2 separate regions of the Mus musculus genome follow, and region 2 is linked to region 1. The links are chromatin contacts, called in public Hi-C maps. All regions are on one chromosome and are shown on one strand. The core of a region is the stretch at or near the end of the contact, and the rest is flanking DNA. Distances in the headings are between cores, read along the strand shown.

Region 1 (2,700 bases), core at 92-2,591:
TGCTGCTTTGGCTGTTCACTTGGGTTCCTGTTGTCATATACCTGGCTGTCTAAATTCTCTGGAGTCAAAACTGCCTCTTAGGCCTCAAATGTAAGTACTCGTTGCACTGATCCAAAAACAGCCATCTTGACTTCCTTTCTAATCAATTATTATTCTAAGTTCTGCCATAAACCATTCTAACAATGTGATATAAAGTGCTATTTCAAAATTTTGAATTGTAGTCTCACATGCATAGTTTTGACTAATGGTGTGCCATGCCATGGTTTTTGTTGATTTGAGACAGCCTGGAGTTCACTTAATGTAGACCAGGCTGACCTCAAACTCTGTGACATACCTGCCCCTTCCTATGCTTAAAGGTATACACCACCATGCTCATTCTAGTCGTGGTTCTTCAGTAGCATCTGTAGTATCACATAAATTTTAACGTGTATCTCTCTGTCCCACCTCCATCACTATTCTGGTTGAGTTCACCTTGGTCCTGCAGACACATAGTTGGCTTCCTCTATGTGTAGACAGATGGTAGTTTTACACCACATGCTATGTGGCTTTTTTCCCTTATGGTATATCTCTAATGTCAGAGTGGCATTTCTTGAGCATTTTATCAACTACGGAATGCATTGGGGTTACTGCCCTGTGTGTAATGCATACTTAATGTTGGTTAGGGTCCATTCTGGAATGGACCCTAACCAACATTCTGGAGGGCAGGTTTTGTCTACCTTTGTATTGAGTGCTTTGGATATTTTTAGGTAGTTTTATACACAGATGACAGTTTATGGTTACAATCTTTTAATTTCTACAATAGGGCTTATTCTCATCCCCCGTTTTTTATTCTGAGTATGTATGTGTACAAAGCAAACATAACTTCATTTTAACTGTTCTTTTGCATGAGTCTTGCTTGGGTATTGTTACAAGATGTAAAGCATCTTCGGTGTTTTCTTAGCGTTAAGGTTTTTAATTTCAGGTCATTGGCAGTGAGATGATATCCATAAATACAAGATAAACAATAGCATAAGTCTATTTAGGTTCATTTCACAACTTTTGGGAAAGTTTGCCCTAATCTCAAGCCGAATTTCCTCAGCAGTTTTTAAAGCAGTTGGCAAGTGAAGCCAATTTTTAAGAGAAACAGCACAGGCTGAATTGATGATTACCTGCTGAGTCGTGGTAGGAAAGTTCCCGCCCGGGTTCCTGTGGTGCTGTCTGAGAAAGAAGTGGTCTAGAGTAACCTGTAAGAGTAGAAAACTGAACAGTAGACCAAAGTTTATAAAGCAACTACTTGCTGGTTGTGTGGACTGCTGTATGCAGTGCATGTTGCACAGAACCAGTGTGAGGTACAAAGTGACTCACTCAGGAGGGCACTCTGCCAAAAACACCCAGGTTTCTTGCAGGCTTGGCTCTGGACTGCTTGCTTTTGGTTGCTGTGTTTTTGTAAAAGTTTACGATTGATCTTGTTTGTAGCCCCCATACTTACTTGGGGGATTCTGACTCAGTTTGAGTCTCAGCTCTAGAGTACTGTAAATGAAATCACAGCATAGACTACTTTTTATTAGTAGTACAAATAATTACAAACTTGACAATTTTGTAAAACATTTTGAGACTGTCATCTGAAAGAAATGACTCCGTTGTGCACACTTGTAAATCTTAGCAGTTGGGAGGCAGAGGTGGGACCGTCACAAATTTGAAGCCAGCTTTGTTTACATAGCAAGATCCCTCGGGGCTCTAGGAGCATTCTGGAGCCCACACAAAATTTAAAACAAAGATCAAGCAACCATGATGATCGCTCTCAAGCACCAACTTTGAGGACTTCTGGCTTCAGTGACTACTTGTCCAAGTACGGCATTTACACATCCACATAAGAAATTCTAATTTGAAATGGGAAGATGTTAAACTTTCTAACTGACATGAGAACTTTGAAGAGAATTCACATACCACCTAGTTAATGTTATAGGATACAAAAAGTGTAACAAGTGAAACGTTAGGAATTACAATGACTTCAAAAAATATTTGAGAATAAGTTATCAAAGGTGTGCAAAAGTTGCACACTGAAAATGAAAATTTATGCTTTAAAGGTGGAACTCTTGTGTTTGTGTATTAAATTTATAGTGTTGAGGTAATATGCTTAAAGCAATTTAGACTCAGTATTATTTCTGTCAAAGGCAGAAGATTCAAACTTGAGTTTTCACGACTCAGCAGAAGCTACTACACTAACCAAAATGGTTTATTGGAGGGAAAAAGCATAGGTCTTGAAATAGAAATGAGGAACCATGCATTTCTGGTCAATCCACATTATATAGCAAAACTGTGCACATTTGGATCTAAGATCCAAAAACATAAAGGATTTGTAAAAAAAAGAAAAGAAAAGAAAAGTACAGATAGCCAGCAGTCATGAAAAGACTGAACATTATCAGTGAAGTGGCAATAAAATCACAATGAGGTATTACTTTGTACTGATTAGGGTAGTTGTGGGGTTGGAAAGCCTCACCAGTTAAGAACTCTTGACTGCTCTTGGAGGGGAAGCAGGTTTGATTCCCTGCACCACACAACAGGCTATATAACTAGTCCCAAGAGATCTCATGCCTTCTGGAATCAAACCCTAATTCTATGTGGCACACAAACAGGCAGGAAAACATTCACACACAATTTTTTGTTTTTCAAGACAAGGTATCTCTCTGTAGTAGACCTGGCTGTCCTGGAACTCACTCT
Region 2 (2,788 bases), core at 207-2,706, 250 kb after region 1:
CTTTCTTATTTAAAAGAATGCAGTTTGGCATGTGCGCCCCGGACTGCCTTTAAGAAAGACTTCCTGCCACTTTGTAACCACTGGCGAAAGAGAAAGTAATTACCTGGTGTCAGTCAGTTCTGTCTTAAAAGAAATGTTTTTCTGAGACCAATCTAGTGTAAATTTATGGAAGGGACTGGATCTCTCCCTCATTTGTTTATTTATCTAATCTGTCTGTCTGTCTATAAAGTAGGTATCTTCCAGGTCACCTTCAGCAAACAGTCACTTTGGCCACATCCTCCCCTGCAGATGAGCCCAGCTCTGCCTCCTTAGAGAGGAGACGGCAAGAAAAGAAAACACACTGGCCTCCCAGAGCAGTCTTAACTGGTACTCACCACTGTGTGTAGAAATTGCTAGAAGGGTGTGAATGAAGTGGTGAAGACTTGGACTTTGGATTTACACAAACATAGCTGGATGTCACGGCTATAGATCATTTAGATGGTTTTCTAAGTTAATAGTGACACTATTCAGGTAGCAGTTCAATGAGGAGTCAGTTCTGCTCTGGAGCCTGAGAGCTCCCTAAGCACAAAGACTTATCTTGAAGGAGCACAGCCGCCTGGCGTAGAAGAGCACCAGCCCACAGAATCTATCCCACAGAAGCCTGCTGTTATCTTTCTGATCACTTATTTACTGTTTCACTGTTTCCTTTCTCATGAGAACGGACCTAGCACGGATGATTCAGTGTTCCCACTGTCTACATGCCTGCGCCTGGCATGGTGACTTGCAGGTGGTAAATGCTCCATGCAGGTATGTGCCCGGATAAAATAGTGTCTGGTTAGCAGCTCAGCAAGCAAGCCACACTCTTGATCTCTACACTTCATCCTCTGAGTACCCTTGTACTGTAATAACAACCAACAGTGCCAGAAGTGCTCCGAGGGCTCTCCTCTGTAAACACATCTGATGGCTTTTTACCACCGGGCAATGTTTGTTTTTTGTTTGTATGCTAATGCTTATTTTTGCGTGTATTGTACACATGTGTGGGCATGCAGACCATGGATGGAGGCCACAGGTTGATGCCACCTGCCTTCCTCCATCACTTCTCCATCTTAGTTTTGAGACAGGCTCTCTCCAGAACTCATCAATGTGGCTTGGGTGGCTTGCTGATGATAGGTTTCTGCCTACCAGCACTTGTGTTCCAGATGTATGCTGCCATGCCTGGCCTTTTAAAGTAGGTTTTCATAATATAGGTTCTGGGGATCCAAGTTCAGATCCTCATGTTGACACAGCAAGCACTTTACTGAAAACCTTTTTTCTGCTTCTCTTTTAATTAGCATAGGAAGTAATATTCACTATATTCATATTCGTTATGACATTTTCATTATAATATGTTTTACTTTCGGTCTCCCTGGCTTGTCCCTTTCAACCTTTATGTCATACGTGTCTTAACACCCTCCTTCCCTTCCTAAACCCTCTTCTTCCCCTTTCATGGTTCCCTTTCTAGTTTCATGACAATAGTCATATTCAAACACATACATGAATATACACACAGCATACCAAAGTTAAAGACTAGGCTCTACATCAGAGAGAGTATGTCTTAATATTTGTCTTTCTGACTCTGTTACCTGGATTAACATCATATTTTACAGAACCATCCATTTTCCTACAAATTCCATTCATTTTTCTTTATGACTAAAAAAAAATCATACTGCATACAAGCACCATATTTCCCATTGTATATTTATCTGTGGATGGACATCTAATCTAGGCCCTTGTATGTCCTTGCTGCTGTGACTAGCACAAAAGTAAACATGAATGTGCAAGTATTTCTGTGGTATGCTGACTTACAGTCTTCTGGGCATAGATATTATGAGTGAGTGGGATAGCTGCCTCATGTGGTAGTTCTATTATTAATTGTTTGAGAAACCACCATGCTGATTTCCATAGTGACTGAACTAGTTTACATTACCACCAACAGGGAATAAGAATTCCTCTTTTCACATAGCTTCACGGGCAACCATCTGATGCTTGAAAAGTAGACTTTACTGTTTGAATTTTCAGTTGCAGATGAGGGATCCAAGGCACAAAAGGCGAAGCTGTTCCAGGTAGAGCCATAGAGTCAAGCTAGACTGTGAACTCCAGTATGTAGGTTCCTCAGCATCGGGGGTGGAGTTGCTCAACATTTCCCCACATTGTGGGTGAAGGACTTAAGATGTAAGCGGATTTCCCACAATCAAAGCTTATTAGATAGACAAGGATTCGACTGGGCCAGAGACATCCATCTACAAGCTAGGTTCTTCCCACTCTATGCCAGTGCCGAGGTATAACATTGTGACCCCAGAGACAGAGTTCCAAGAAAAGCCAAGACTGTGTCAATGGCCCCAAAGGTCAAGAACATTCATCATCAGAGAGGCAAAGGGGAAAAAGGAACTCCCTGCCTGTCTACAACGTCCTTCTAGGTACAAACCTGTAATGTCAGCTGTGGCTCTGGTAAGTACATCTTAAGAGAAATGTGTCGAGACGTTGGGGGAAGCCTGACAATTACAGGGAAAAGGGATGTCAGAGAAAAGGGCGCCTTACCAAATGAGTGTGCATTTGTCTAAGGAGACAATAAATGACAATGAGTGTGAATTTATCTGACATTTAATAACTGTAAAGTGTGGACTTGACTTTTAAAGCACCCCCAAACTTCTGGGTGTGGTGGCATACGCTTATAATCTCAGTGGAGGATGGCAAAGGCAGAACTCTGTGAGTTCTGGGCCAGCCTGGTTCACATGGTGAAGAGCAGCTCGCCAAACCTATATATAGAGGG

What was found. A called contact is a pair of places that touch in the nucleus more often than the background predicts.
Region 2: a Hi-C map of bone marrow-derived macrophages shows a contact between it and region 1, with 16 read pairs. The contact joins two enhancer-like sites. A contact is called at or near these places in 7 of 39 promoter capture datasets (the C10 cell line, the HPC-7 cell line, cranial neural crest and 4 more), 4 of 15 datasets of contacts at CTCF or cohesin (the NIH/3T3 cell line, embryonic stem cells, large pre-B cells and 1 more), 16 of 484 Hi-C or Micro-C datasets (the C10 cell line, the G1E-ER4 cell line, LSK cells and 6 more), 2 of 115 datasets of contacts at active chromatin or transcription factors (effector CD8 T cells and regulatory T cell precursor) and 3 of 9 other capture datasets (adipose tissue, embryonic stem cells and liver).

The regions. Positions count from the first base shown.
Region 1 is chr3:135,468,845-135,471,544 of GRCm38.p6, forward strand. No RefSeq gene overlaps it. Among named protein-coding and RNA genes, the nearest start is that of Gm30992, 15 kb to the right of the region's middle. Within about 2 kb of position 1,342, at least 52 of the 459 cell types and tissues checked have an H3K27ac peak or open chromatin away from gene starts, as enhancers often do. A contact at or near this core is called in bone marrow-derived macrophages, where this site is marked.
Region 2 is chr3:135,718,700-135,721,487 of GRCm38.p6, forward strand. No RefSeq gene overlaps it. Among named protein-coding and RNA genes, the nearest start is that of Nfkb1, 29 kb to the left of the region's middle. Within about 2 kb of position 1,457, at least 84 of the 459 cell types and tissues checked have an H3K27ac peak or open chromatin away from gene starts, as enhancers often do. A contact at or near this core is called in bone marrow-derived macrophages, where this site is marked.